2 separate regions of the Mus musculus genome follow, and region 1 is linked to region 2. The links are chromatin contacts, called in public Micro-C maps. All regions are on one chromosome and are shown on one strand. Each heading gives the region's core, a stretch centred on a gene start, on an enhancer-like site or on the middle of the called end of the contact. The rest is flanking DNA. Distances are from core to core; before and after follow the strand shown.

Evidence for each region. Hi-C and Micro-C count contacts between places; a contact is called where the count stands out from the background.
Region 1: a Micro-C map of embryonic stem cells shows a contact between it and region 2, with 5 times the contacts expected there. The contact joins the promoter of Akt1 here to the promoter of 2810029C07Rik in region 2. A contact is called at or near these places in 2 of 39 promoter capture datasets (liver and pre-B cells), 1 of 484 Hi-C or Micro-C datasets (embryonic stem cells) and 3 of 115 datasets of contacts at active chromatin or transcription factors (extraembryonic endoderm stem cells, pancreatic cancer cells and trophoblast stem cells).

The regions. Positions count from the first base shown.
Region 1 is chr12:112,669,170-112,676,748 of GRCm38.p6, reverse strand. It overlaps Akt1 (thymoma viral proto-oncogene 1), which reads left to right and starts at 2,473. Exons shown (of 14, transcript NM_009652.3): 1 at 2,473-2,749; 2 at 5,095-5,233. The coding sequence starts at 5,188. Gm30150 (a long non-coding RNA gene) reads right to left here and starts at 2,273. Exons shown (of 3, transcript XR_381988.3): 1 at 2,052-2,273; 2 at 1,197-1,730; 3 at 779-1,058.
Region 2 is chr12:111,570,680-111,577,291 of GRCm38.p6, reverse strand. It overlaps 2810029C07Rik (RIKEN cDNA 2810029C07 gene), which reads left to right and starts at 2,890. Exons shown (of 2, transcript NR_045295.1): 1 at 2,890-3,419; 2 at 3,552-4,975. Mark3 (MAP/microtubule affinity regulating kinase 3) reads right to left here and starts at 2,771. Exons shown (of 18, transcript NM_001370744.1): 1 at 2,191-2,771. The coding sequence starts at 2,241.

The DNA of each region.
Region 1 (7,579 bases), core at 1,224-3,723, 1.1 Mb before region 2:
CATACCGTAAGGCGATGTGCCTGTGGTCCTGGGATGTTCTTTCCAAAGTCCCTGACACGGTCTCTCCTCTTTATTCCTGCCTTTGCTTGAAGGTCACGTCTTTAGTGAGTTCCTCCCTGATCCCTCTTGACCTGCAACCCATCCTGCATGGACCTGTGCAGAGTCCAAGGTTGTCCATCAAGGTGCGTCCCTGTTCCTTTAGCAGGCCACGCTTGTGTGCCTAAGCCTGCCACAGAACGGTTCTTGAGAAAATGATGGCTGGATGTTGAACGCTGACACCAACCAGCCCCCCTTTTCCCTCTTCCTCCATGTTGGGCAATGCCTCACAGCCTCGCCTCTCACTTACCCTACATAGGTCTTAGGGCAGAGAACCTGTGAGGTACAAAGACAGTGAAACTGCTGCCTGCAGGACCAGCCACACCTGCAGGGTCACTGGACATTCCTCAGACTGGTCCACCATCTGTGCTGAGAACCCTGACACCTGCCACTCCGAGATGCCTCTCTACTGGCATATAGATGACAGAGGCTATCACAGAGCCACAGTCCGGCTGCTACAGGCAGAACCTCTCTAGATTTCGGGTGCCATCTAACTTGGGAGCTGTCTCAAGAGCATATCTCACTATGTAGCTGATGCCCAGACCTCTTAGCTCAGGATAGTGCCTGCATCCTACCAAGCTGCCAGGGATGAGAGGGAGGAAGACCTCTGTGAGAGAGGGGGGAAGACCTCTGTGAGGGGGGAAGAGGGTCAGGAACCACAGGTTGGTTTGTTTGTTTTTGGTTTTTGGTTTTTTTTTTTTTGAAGATTTATTTATTATTATACATAAGTACTGTAGCTGTCTTCAGACGCACCAGAAGGGGGCGTCAGATCTCATTACGGGTGGTTGTGAGCCACCACGTGGTTGCTGGGATTTGAACTCAGGACCTTCGGAAGAGCAGTCATCTTACCCGCTGAGCCATCTCGCCAGCCCCCGGGACCAGTTTTTGTTGGAGAGCATGGCTGCAGAGCAGGCCAGTGGCAAGTCTCAGTAAGGCGGACCTTACTCACCTTGTGGCTCTGTCTAGGAGGCCCAAAGAGGTGTTGCCAAAGTGTGGACCCAGAAGGAGTCGCCTATCCCCCAACCCACTCCGGACTCGGGGGAAGATAGAGACACAAAGAAGGGAGGCGGGACTGGTTACTGCATAGAAACAGGGCTCACCACAGGTAGGAGCTGTCTCCAACAGTGGCTTCCAGGAAGAGCATCCGAGTGAGAAGGGTCACTAGAGAACAGCCAGAAATTGCTGTGTTCCACAAGAGGGCGCCCTGCTGGCTCTAACTGTGTAGCAACGGGATGGGGGAAGTAGGAGAGGAGGAGTTGGGGGCCTGGGGTGAAGGTTTGCTGGGCGAGTGATGGATATTTGTGTGACTCTCAGCCTCTGAAGGCCACTCTCAGGGTCAGGGATACTGCTGGAGCAGAACAGAACTGCTGCTGAGCCTCTGACTTAGCGCCCTGGAGGCTCTCTGAGCTGGGGCAGCTGTGCAGCAGATAGGGCACAGAACAGAGCCCCCCATCCCCATCCCCGTCTGAAGGGTATGGGGCGTGGCTGAGAGGAGAGTGAGTTCTTCTCCGGGAGTGGGGTGTGCTTCCCAGGTCAGCCCCAGGAGCCCGAGAAGGAGCTCCGATTTCCATCCTGGGCGATAGCGTGGACTACTAAATCTACCCTCTTGTTTACACTCCTGGTGAACTCTGACCCTTGTATGAAAAACAAAAAATGCCCCCTGGTTAAAAATACCAAACACATGAAGGTAAATTCACAAAAGGGTTACTATCAAGTCGGGCTTCTGGGACGAGGGAGGGGCCCTGCGCAGGAACTGCTGAGGCTGGCCGAAGGGGGAAGGACTGAGGATGGATAAGAGGCAGGAACCACCTTGACTCTTCAATTCCGGGACACCATAAGGAACCGCCCCCCAAGCCTCACCCATCTGAGTCCACAGCAAGGTCTTGGCTGACTGAGTCCTACCCCTGAATCTGCCCCCTCTGGGTGTCCAGGTGTGCTCCCGTCCTCCCTGTCACCTGGGGAGTCCTTATCAGTTGCTGTGGCAGGCAGTACTGGGTTGGATGAGCCCTCAATAGCCTTCTTTCTTGTGTTGGCTGGCCTTTAGGACACCGGTGACCGGTCTCTCCCGGCTCCCAAGATGGGGACAGTTGGGCCTCTTGAGAGTCAAACTGATTCACTTCCCACGCTGGCCTCCCTCCTTGGGGTCTGGAGAGCTAGGCAGGGAAGGGCCAGGTCCCACAAACCGGGAAACCCAGACCAGAGCTGGAGCTCTGGATCTGCGGCGGGGCTCCGTTACCCGCGTGGCCCTGGCTCGGGGCCACCCGAGGGCGGCGCCTGCGGGGCCGCGCTCGCGCTCACGGGGTGCCTCGCCCTGGCCGCGGGCCGCGCCGGGGGCGCCCGGGGCGGCGGAGGCGGATGTGGGCGGGCGGCGCGGGCGCGGGGCGGGGAGAAGGCGGGCCGGCGGCGGCGGCGGCAGCACCGAGTCGGCGGGCGGCCGGCCCAGCGCGGCAGCGCACGCGAGTCCGGGACCAGCGGAGCGGACCGAGCAGCGTCCTGTGGCCGGCACCGCGGCGGCCCAGATCCGGCCAGCAGCGCGCGCCCGGACGCCGCTGCCTTCAGCCGGCCCCGCCCAGCGCCCGCCCGCGGGATGCGGAGCGGCGGGCGCCCGAGGCCGCGGCCCGGCTAGGCCCAGTCGCCCGCACGCGGCGGCCCGGTGAGTGCCCGCGCCGCGCCCTGTTCCGGGCCGCGGCCACCCCGCTTTGTTCCCGGCCGCGCCGCGCCTCGGAGTAGGAGCAGGAAGTGGCCGAGCGGAGGCCTGGGCGGGGAGCGCGCGGGGCCGGGCTGGTCGCGCAGGAGGCCCACGCCGGCGAGGGTGCGGGCGGCCGCTGCGTGACCTTGGGTGGCCGCTCCACGGGGCCAGGTCGCGGGAGAGGGGCGCTGTTGGTGTGCGCAGTGGGGGCCGGTGCGCCCTGGGGCCTGGGGCTGCCCGGGCACTCGGCCAGCGAGGGTAGGAGAAAGGCTCGCCCCGCGGCCTGCGTGCGGTGGGAGGGCCCTGGGAAGGAGAACTCATTTCCCACGGACAGAAAGTTGTGCGCGGTGGCACAGTGCCCAGGCTAGCCCACAAAGGACTGCTAACCCTCCTGGGCCCGGAAGCTGCTTCCTGGACTAGGTGGTTTCTGGAGGTGCCGGGGGGGGGGGGGGCCTTGAGGACGGCGTGGACTCGGTCTCCCGGATCCGGGATACTGGCTGAGCTGATGGAATTGTCTAAAGAGGACTGGTTTCTAAGTTGGGCGGTGGTGGAACCTTGGGCCTCTGCTGTGTGGCCAAACTCCTCCTTCCCCCAGGCCCCTGGTCTTGCTCCAGGTGGCTAGCCTTGACTGCCTAGAGCCATCACTAAAGTGAAGGGCGAGTCGCCTTGGTGGGGCCCCAGCTGGGCGTGTGGCTCACGGGCCAGTGTCCCAGAGGGGCTGAACTCTTAAGACTTAACAATAGCAACCATATGCCCTTACGGCATGGCATGGTGGGAAGAGTGTCCCATGCTTAAGTCGGCTTGATGTGGACATTGGCGTTAACATGGCTGTGTTTCTTCACTCCGTGTGTATGAATTTATTTTTACACGGCTCTGGACAGCTGACTGTCATCAGCAGACCTTGGGGCTGGGTGGGGGTAGGGGACATCCACCGAGAGAGATCTTGCAGTACAGCCCTCTGCCTCCAGGCCACACCCACTCTGACAGTCACTGAGCTGGGATTTCTTCTTGGCTTATCTTTTTCGTTCTGGCTTTTAGTCGCCACCTGCTTGCTGAGGGAAGGGCTCTTTCCTTCTTGGGCCAGGTGTGGTCTTTCCTACTTTGGCATTTGGCATTTGACACATAGCAGCCGGCCTCCCTTTTGTTCCACATTTAGCTTCATACAAGGCAAAGTGACAGAGACTCTGGGTGCCAGCTTGTGTCTTCTGGGCTAGAGAGATGACATAGGGGGTTGCCAGTCAGCTGTAGTAGACCCTAGTTGGGATCTATTCCACGGCGGCCTTCCAGTCTTTTCCTGGGGATTGTCCACATGAACTCCAGGTGGAGGGACAACACAGGCTTGCTGGTCAAGGGCTGTTCAGGTGCACTTTCCCAGAATGTCCAGACTTGGGGATATTTGAAGGATACCTAGGTGTCCCTCTGGAAGAGAAGCAATTGGGGGGCGGGGGGATCTTTGCGAGGTGAGCTGGCACCCTTTGCTTTGCACAGGCTAGCTAGTTGGCCGCTGCAGGACCCTTGTGTGTTACCTGCCCTGTTTGTGGGCTCCCGGATACTGTAATTGTGGGTCGTAACCACTGCTTTGGGTGTTCCCAGCAGGCTGTCTCAGAGTCTCTCTGTCTCAGGCGTAGGGTGAAGGCTCGACAGAACCATATGTGCCTAGTGTGTACTCACCAAGTGAAGGGGACAGCTTCACAGGCAGGGTGCTGTGTTCCCAAGGGGTCTGGGGTTCTGCCTGAGGAGTTTTTAGTGTTGTCCTGAAGGACTTTGGGCTCAGCTTCATACCGTGCCTGTTCTACTTGTGCTCTCCAGTGTTGGCCTTCCCGCGTTCCTAACGTGAGCCGTAGGGACCCTGCGACCTGCAGTAGGCCTCCCAGACTGTAGGGGGTGGTGAGACAGTGGTAAGCACCCCTCACTAGTGCGAGGCAGAGCAGAAGCAGTCAGGGCTGCCTGGAGGAGGTGGCCTAATCTGCTGGGGTAGCAAATTGAACAAGCTGCCTAACAGGAAAAGCCTTCTGGAAATGAATGTTTCTAGCAGAGACCAGGATGATGGGGGTTGGCCACAGCCTTGCACCCCGGACTACCAGGCCTAGATCTGGGTGTGTAGCATCTACTACTGGAGGGAGGTCTTCTATAGCAACCTTTGGAGACACGTCAGGCAGGCTGGCAGGGAGTAAGGGTGAGGAGGGAACCTGGGAACCAGAGATGGGTAGATCACATGAGGGGACATGGGTAATTGTGGGCCCTCTGGGGCTCACGGAAGCTAGTCCCAAGTGGGACCTTGTCTCACGTGCTTTCTCGGCTTCTTCTAGACGCTGCGGCCAGGCCGGCTGGGCTCAGCCTACCGAGAAGAGACTCTGAGCATCATCCCTGGGTTACCCCTGTCTCTGGGGGCCACGGATACCATGAACGACGTAGCCATTGTGAAGGAGGGCTGGCTGCACAAACGAGGTAAGTCCGCACTCCACAGGAGAAGCAGGCCGGCCTGGGTCTGCCTAGCTCTTCAATGTGGAACCGGGGCGGGGGTGGTGGTGGTGGTGGTGGGGTCTTTACTGACCCAGCAGGCCCTATCAGAAAGTGCTTGCTGTGTCTAGGCCTAGCAGACAGAAGGGGCACCTCCCCATCATGGGGCTCTAGGCCTGCTTCAGGAGTATGCAGGCCCAGCTTTTCCCATAGTATGGAGGTCACGGCCTCCTCCTGGGGCCTCTTGGCCAGAGGCTGAGGCCCTGTGCGGGGCCTGCCATGAGTGGCTTGGGGGTGGGGCCAGCTGCAGCAGCCTCACGCCTGGCTTTCCTGGAAGGCAGCAAGGACGTGGCTGCTGTTCCAGGGCTGGCAGACGAGTAGCCTGGGCACTGCCCAAGGGCTCCTGAGGGCAGGCAGGGCAGGGCAGGGCAGGGTTGCTCGGCTGGGCCCTTTGCCCACCTCAGGCCCGGATTCCTGAAGTCAGGGGGCTCAGAACTGAAAAGCTGACTGAGATGGACTCTTCCCAGGCCTGGGGCCCCTCACCTCCAGCCAACCCGCCATTCTTCCTCCAGCCTGCCAGGAGTAAGTTTCAAAGCCAGTTCCCCCAGGATAGTCACTTGCTCTTGCCCCAGGGCAGGCATCTCACCCCCTTCTGACTTCCTCTTCCTGTAGACCTGTTCCCTCCGGAAGCCCTAGGGTGATCCTTGCCAGTCCCAGCCTCTCCTCCCACTCTCCTTCCTGGCTCTCTAGAGAGGGGATTGTACTTTTGGGTGTCAGGAGAAGGACTCAGATAGAGAAGATGGGAGGTGGGGACCGAAGTTGGTGTTAGGACATGGGGCTTTATTAGAGTATCTACAGCTCTGGCAGAACTGGGGGGTGGGAGGGTGGTGCACAGGAGCTACGGGAAGTTGGGGAGGATGGTTGGGACCCAGGAGGGCTCACGCAGGGGTGGAAGATGTGGTCAGATGTGTTGAGAGGTCCCAATCTGGCGGCTGCAGGGCAGATTCTGTGCTGGGCTTTGCCAGGAGGCTGTGACCTTTGGCTCCTGCCCCCACCTGACTTCCCATTTGTTCTCCAGGGCATCCTTCCCTGGCCCACTAGGAGTCCTGCCTCCTAAGCTCACATTCCTGGGTCATGCCCTGCTGTCTGCCTCTTTGGCTCCTCCTTCTCCCCAACCCTAGGCCATACACAGTCTACACAGTCTATTTCATGGGCACGTGTGTATTGTATGGCTGTCAGAGTTAGGGCCAACCTCGAGATTGCTGGGCCTCTCTCCCCAGGTAGGAACCCTTCTGAGGCCTAGGGAGTGTCATATTGCTCCTTATGACTGAGCTTTCTCAAGGGGCCAGGTGGCACAGGACATTAGGTCCTATGGACACGCTGAGGCTGTGCTTGAACCTGATTTGGCAGTGCTGTCATTGTCCCTCTTCAGGAGAAGAAGGTCATTGAGTTCTTTAGGCCTTGATTTTCCCCGTGCATGCCCTGGAAATGGTGGTGGGTTAAAGACGTGAGAGCATGCGTTAGCTGTGGGATGGCAAGGGGGCACAACGCCTGCCTGTCTGCCCCGTGGAACTGACAGGACTGCCTCTCTTTGGGGTGGGGGGTCTTCCCAGCCTCAGGCCAGAGAGATGTGCTGTCCTCATGGTCCTTCATCCTCCCCCAGCCCCAGCCCCAGCCTAGGTAGTAGGGGCTCTGCTGCGCGCAATGGCATCTATGCCACATTCCTGGACTGGGTCCTCCTATTCTGCCTTGCTCTGGCCCAGCCAAGACCCAGGCTTGGCCTGCTGCTGCTTGCCTAGGTCTTGGTGGTCCTCGTTTCTCCCTTGAACACAACGAGCCCTGTGTGCATCACTAGTTTGGGGTTCCAGCCCTCTCCCTGTCTTGGATTGCCATGTTAGACTTCTAACCTGAGGCCATTATGACTTGGCTGGGGTAGGCAGGGAGGGAAGGTTATTGCAGTTGACCCTTAGTGACCCATGATCCTTCAGACACCTGGGTATCCCTTATGTCCCTCCCTCTGTTGCTTTTGTAGGTTATAGCCCCGCAGACTGGGAACAGAACCCATCTTTGCTAGGTCTCCCATGTCCAGCCAGGGGCTTGGAGCACATTGGTTCTCGGCTCCTCCCCAAGCTCCCGTGGGCCGACCGTGCCTTCAGGGCTATTTGGGCAAAGAAGAGAGGATGTTCCTCACTCCATGGCTACAGAGACCCCAGGTCCAGGTTTCTCCTCCTCCCTGGGAGTTAGGTGCCTACTTCTCAGGAAGTGTTCCCCAAGCCACTTCCTAGGAGCTCTGTTTGTGCTCTGGGCCAGAGGGTGCCCAGTACAGGAGCAGAC
Region 2 (6,612 bases), core at 1,641-4,140:
GTGACACACGCCTTTAATCCCAGCACTTGGGAGGCAGAGGCAGATGGATTTCTGAGTTCGAGGCCAGCCTGGTCTACAAAGTGAGTTCCAGGACAGCCAGGACTATATAGAGAAACCCTGCCTGGAAAAACCAAAAAAAGAAAGAAGAAAGGAAAGGAAGGAAGGAAGAGAAAAGAAGAGAAAAGGAAAAAGAAAAAGAATAAGGCATCCTTCACATCCTAAAGTTTTCTCTCTATCACTGAGGCACATTTCTAGCCCTTAGGTTGTTTTTAAAAACAAAGGTAGCAATTCTACCACATACAAAATCACAAAACAACTTAACAAATTGACAAAGAACATGGGAAGAATGAGCCACTTCAGTCTAAAATAATCACAAATAACTACCTAAAACCATGCATTCCAGACTAAAAATAGACTACTTCTCCTTGAGTCCTCCCACCCCCATGAAATATACTGTTAAAGCCAGGCAGGGTGGAGCATGCCTTTAAACCCCAGCACTTCAGAGGCAGAGGCAGGCAGGTCACTAGTCTACATAGAGAATTCCAGGATAGCCAGAGCTACACAGTGACATGGCAGATTAGATAGATAGATAGATAGATAGATAGATAGATAGATAGATAGATAGATAGATAGACAGACAGACAGACAGACAGACATGGCAGATTAGATAGACAGACAGATGATAGTATAGAAATTTAAAGAAGACTAAAATGGTGTCTTTCATTATCATAAACCTGTTTCTTCAATTTAGAAAGCATAAGTTCTAGTTCTACCTAAAGTTTTGATTTCAATGATCAAAGCCAATCAACTGATTTACTTGCTTCATTTTTTAGGGTAGCCAAAGAATATGATGATCAATCAGGTCAAAGATAAGTTTCTTCAAAAGAACATAAAGAGGAAAGGTCTCAGGTGGATGTGTCTGTATCCTCTGCTGTGGGGAAACTGAGGCAGAGGCTCCCTTAGACAGCCCAAGCAACACAGCAAGAACTGTGGAACAAAGAAGTGAGGAAGAGAAAAAAAAGAGAAAGAAGGGGAGAAGGGTGAGGAAGGAAGAGGAGGGAAAAGGTCTAGTCTAAGCTCTCCCAGTTAGGAAATCTTCTATCTATCTCAGGGGGAAGAACATATACAACTGTATAGTAACACACCACAGAGATGACTTAGACCAAATAGATTAAATTACCTAATAGCTATCAAGCACAAGTGTCATTTTGAAGATTAAAATGAAGGCATTTGATACCACTAGGTCACCATGTCTAAGGATGGTTTTCAAAGCATGAAAACACCCGAAGCATGAAAGCTTTTCCAAAGAGACTGCATTTTCTTGCCAGCAGTTACCTCATAGCTCCGCATAATGAAAGGCCAGTGAAGTTTCTTTACAAGTTATTTACTAAATGCTTTACAGAGGACAAAGCTAGGCTGGAACACTTTGGAATCCGATGCGGAAGAAGAGTTCAAAAAACACTTGGGCAGGTCAAACATTTCTTCAGTAGAACTTCTACTACACGTTTGTCACTCCCTAGCAATGCTGCTCCAGGCTGTGGTTTGGTTTGGTTCTGCAGGTCCTTTCCAACAAAATCCTTTTACATAGATTTGCTGGGTGTGCACACTGGACCGGGCCTGAGAGCTACTCCAAGCCAACCTTTTGCAGCGGAAGGAAAAGGCAACCCAGTGGGTGTCCCTCGGCCGGGCAGCAGAACAGAGCAGAGCTTCACATCTGCTTCTCAAAACACTCAGCCCGCTGCTTCCGAACAGATTTAGCTTTGCCAAGGACGGGAAGCTACTCCTTGATAAAGGCAGCGGCTCTGGAGCAGAGAACTACTCTTGTGAGTGCGGGAACTACGGGGGCCCACAAGGATCTCTCCACGGGGCACTTAGTTTTGGCAGTTGTCATTAAACTTAGTCCCCTTTTAAAGGGCGCTCCGCTCGACCCGATTGGATCCTATTAATCTGCACCTAGGTCTGACTGGCAGGCTCAGACCCTGCCCGACGTTAAGAGGAGAGTTGTGTTCAACCGCGCACTGGCCGCAGCAGCGCACGGACGGGTAATGCTCAGCCGACCGTAAGGACAGCGCGCAGGCCGCACGCGCGCCGCAGGACAGGGCTGCGCCTTGACCCCTGCCTGGAGCATCTGGGCTGGATCCCCCTGCTACCACCCTGAGGGTCTGCCACCCTGCAGCGCAGTCCACTCACGTTTTCAGTGTCTCGTTCATTCACCGTTGGCAAAGGGGTCCTAGTGGACATCTTATTGCGCTTTGATTCCGCACAACGCCAAGGCGAAAACAAAACCGCCCAGCTTTGGGCGGCCGGCGAGCAGCGGCCGCGAGCCTCCGGGCCCTGCCCTCCCTGGCCGGAGTCTAGATCTCCGGCCTGGCCCGGGCCGTGCGCCCGCGGGCCCCGGGGCTCATTCTCCCCCAGCGCCGGCGGCCGCACTGGAAGCGGGCCGGCTGGCCGCCGCCGCAAGCCTCAGGGCACCTCACGGGCCTCGCGGGCCCCGCGCCTCCTCGCCGCTCGCAGCCGCAGCGCCGCGGAGCTCAGCCCCGGGGGCTCGACACGGCGCGGCCGGCAGCCCCTGAAGAGGCAGCAGCGCAGGAGGATGGAGCGGAGATGGAGCGCAAGACAGGCCGCCGCGGCCTGCAGGCGCCGACCATGGAGGGAGCCGCGGAGGAGGCGCCCACGCCCGGCTGCTTTCCCTTCTCCGGCTCGCTTTCCGCCCGGCCTCGCCCTGCCGGCTGCCACCGCCGCTCCCGGCACCTCAGGAGCCTTACAGACTCAAGATGGCCGCGCCTCGGCTTCCTCCGCTGCCTCCGGCTGCCGGAAGTGACGCTACGGCCGCCTGGAGTTCCGCCAATCAGCGCGGTCGGAGCTAGCTGCCGGCTGCTGTTGCTAGGGGCGACTCGTCCTGTTGGGTCTGAGGGGGTGGTGCCGTCGGAAAGGTCTTGCTTGGTCTCCTCTCTAGCGGGCGGAGAGTTCCAATGGTCCAGATTGCCTGGGCATCCCTGACCCCTCCGGACCACTTCCCTAGAGGGCATCCTGTGCCCGACTGCTGGGCTGGCATTTGCAGAGTACAGATCTAGGCTGTCTGGATTATACTACACATGAAGAGCCTACTGTTTGCAAAAATTGACTTTTCTTTCCCGCGGCCACGCTGCAAAGGATGGAGCTCCAGCAGCGAAGCAGCAGTCACTGGTCTAGCTGAAGAGGAAGGAGCCAGGCTCCTGCTTCGTAACCGAGGCATCTAGCATCCAGCCAAAGAACTTTTTTGCCTCTGACTAAGGAGCCACTGGTTATCGGAGCCGGCTCAATTGAATACCCATTCGGATGAAAGAGTGAAGTATAAAATAACAAGGTAGCACAAAAAGCTGGGAAGAGGGACTCGATGAGATCACGTAGACGCCCCCAGGATCAGATCCTAAATGCCGGTAGGGGCTTATATAATCAATATTTCTCTGTCTCTTCCTCTCCCTTTCGTTCTCTCACTCCCTCTATCCCTCACTTTTCCCCTCTGTCCCTTTCTCCTTCCTCCTCTCTCGCCTCTCCCTCTCTTACTTCAGTCTTCTGAAGAGCGATATTGCTACAGGCTTGGACCAGGGAGTGACCTGCAGGTGGAACTCTGAATATGCTGCCTCTTCTAGAAGGCCTGCTCAGCGTGTCACCTCTTTATGTCTTCTAAGGAGAGAATCCATTGGTAGAGGAGGGAGGGCTATGTGAGCCGGGGTAAGACAAACTGTTACTAATAGTCCACCTTGTGCCGGTTATTCATTAAGCCTCAGTGTAGCCGCATAAGATGCTCAGGCACAGCACGTGACCTAAAGTCTGGGTAAGTTGGTTACTTTACCCAGGCCATCGGTGGTGTTGGTTATAGAAGGATCTGAACCCCATTCCTACAGCTTTAGAAATGGCTAAACTTGTGAGTGACTAAACTTTGCTTTCTTTCCTTCTTATGTTTTGTTTGCTTGCTTTGGTTCTGCCCCCCCAACACCCCGATATCCTGGTGTATCCTGCTTTGTGAAACAACAGATCTTCAAACACCAGCATCACATCCAGAGAGGCCAGAGGGTCCCAAGACAAAACAAGCCGGGGCCAAGACGCACTCAGAGCTCCTATCTCACCCTCTTAGGGGTGTGCTCGGGGCACCAGATGGGTTATTAAATGTTATTCTCTTTCTCCCTTTTTGGTTAAGCAGAGGACTGCAGAGGAAAGCCTCTGAATCAAATGTTTGCTCCACACAGTTCAACTGAAATGTAGGTTGTGATGAGTGGACACGTGCTCCACAGCTAAGAGACCAACCGAGGGCATCCTATCCCACTCGTGGGTCTAAGGGGAGACTTACAGAAGGCATACTTACTCTGAAGATGGAATGATAGCTGAAGAGACAGAGTGATGCCTAGGGCCTGTCAGACACCCAGTTTAGCCTAATACAGAAAAGCACGGAGGTGAGAAACAACAGGGTGAATCCAAGGAAATTCAACAGGAGCATGTGAGAGGCAGGAGCCAGGGAGAGTTAGACATGGCCCGAAACAAGTTCTCCCCTCCACCCTGAGGAATTCTGGTGCTTCAGCACTGGCTCCTGAAGAATTGGGGAAACTTCCCAGAAGGTTGTCAGCCTCTCTCCGGCAGGAGCTTTACAGAGGTCTGTGGACACTTCAGAGCACCCACACGGGCCAGAGAAGTAACTGGTCACGAGGCTTCCCCCAGGGGGACTTCCTCACTCAAGCGACACATTAAACTCTGAGTCAATGAATGCCAGAGGTTAGGGGTAAAGATGACAGCACTTCACCTCAAGCTACCTCCTAGTTTTCATAAAGTTTGGAATTGAAGCTGACGAGATGTAGACTCACCGTAAAGAGCTGGAAGCAGCAAGCATATCTGTGGCCCATGAAAAGGGAGAGGGGGACCAGGAGGGCATGGGCTGGAGAAGGACGAGGTTGTGTCCAGAGGAATGGAGCAATTAAACTTTAAACTATTCTTTTCATAATTCTTGTTTCTGGCTTGATTTCCCGCCCCCTTATTATTATTTTTTTAGACAGTCTTGCAGCGTAGCTCAGGCTCAAGCCAATTCTCTCCCCCACCGGCCCTTTATTATTTATTTTTAGACAGTCTTGCTGCGCAGCTCAGGCTGGCCTTCAGTTCCTACCCTGCCTCAGCCTTCCTGAGGCCGAAAGTGCAAGTGTACACCCCGCATGCCCAGTCTGTTTCCTGTCCTCCTACTGAAGCAGTTCCTACCTTGAGCATCGTAACAACAAACCCACTGCAAGTCAGAAATGCACCCAGGGCTGGGGAGATGGCTCAGCGGTTAAAGGTCTCGGTGCTCAAGCAAAAGATTGGATCTCCCAAATCCACGTAAACTCCAGGTGGGCACAGCAGCTCGCTTGTGTCCCAGCGGTTGAAAGACAGGGTCTCTCCTTGCTCTGGAGCTCCCCACAGATTGGCTGGCTGTGCAGCCGGCCCCAGAGATCTTGCGCTCTCTGCTTCTTCAGCCCTAGGGTTACAAGCATGTACCACCACACCTGTCTTCTTTATCTGGGCTCCGAGCATAAGGCTCAGGTCCCTGTAGTTGCATGGCGAGCACTTCACATTCTGAATCTCCCTCTAGCACATGAAAGGCAGAGGCAGGAAGATCCATGAGTTCGAGGCCAATCTAGTGTAGAGAGTTCCAGTCCTGCCAAGATGACATAGAAAAAAAGACAGGGTGCAGGAGAGATGGCTCAGCAGTAACAAGTACTTGCTGCTCTTGTAGAGGACCTTTGTCCAGTTCCCTGCACCCTTACGACAGCTCACAACTTTCTGAAACTCCAGTTCCAGGGGATCCAGCGACCTCTTCTGGCCCTTAGGTACAAGGCATGCTCCCATATACACACATAGTCAAAACACACTTGAATAGTATTTACATTTTAATTAGGTTTTATTTATTTGTTTGCTTGTTTTGTTTTGTTTTCAAAACAGGGTTACTCTGTGTATCAGTGGCTGCCCTGGAACTCACTCTGTAGACCAGGATAGCCTTAAACTCAGAGATTCACCTGCCTCTGTCTCCAGAGGGTTAGGACTGAAGGCGTGCACCACCACTGCCTGGGCAAAACAATTTTTTAAAATGACATGTTGGAAGAATTTAACTACAGCTGGTAGCATTAGCAACAATCGCCAAGTTATGCATGCTCCACAATACTACAATTCTATGCAAAATATTTACCTGAAGATAGGCTGGCAAAGTGGCTCATCTGATGCGGGTGCTTGCCACCAAGCCCGTTGACCTGAGTCCAATCCCTAGGACCCAATGGAGAATAGCAGTGAGTCCTGCAGGTTTCCCTCTGATTTCTACACCTGCCTTGGTACGTGTGTGTGACCATACACACACAAATGAATAAATTTAAAATTCTTAGTTATTGGGGTTTTTTTGTTTTTGTTTTTGTTTTTGTTTTTTGTCTTTCGAGACAGGGTTTCTTTGTCCTGGCTGTCCTGGAACTCACTTTGTAGACTAGGCTGGCCTCGAACTCAGAAATCCACCTGCCTCTGCCTCCCAAGTGCTGGGATTAAAGTCATGTGCCACCACACCCTGGCCTTAGTTATTGTTTTGAGATAGTGTCTTAACTATATTGCCCTAGCTGGCCTGGAACT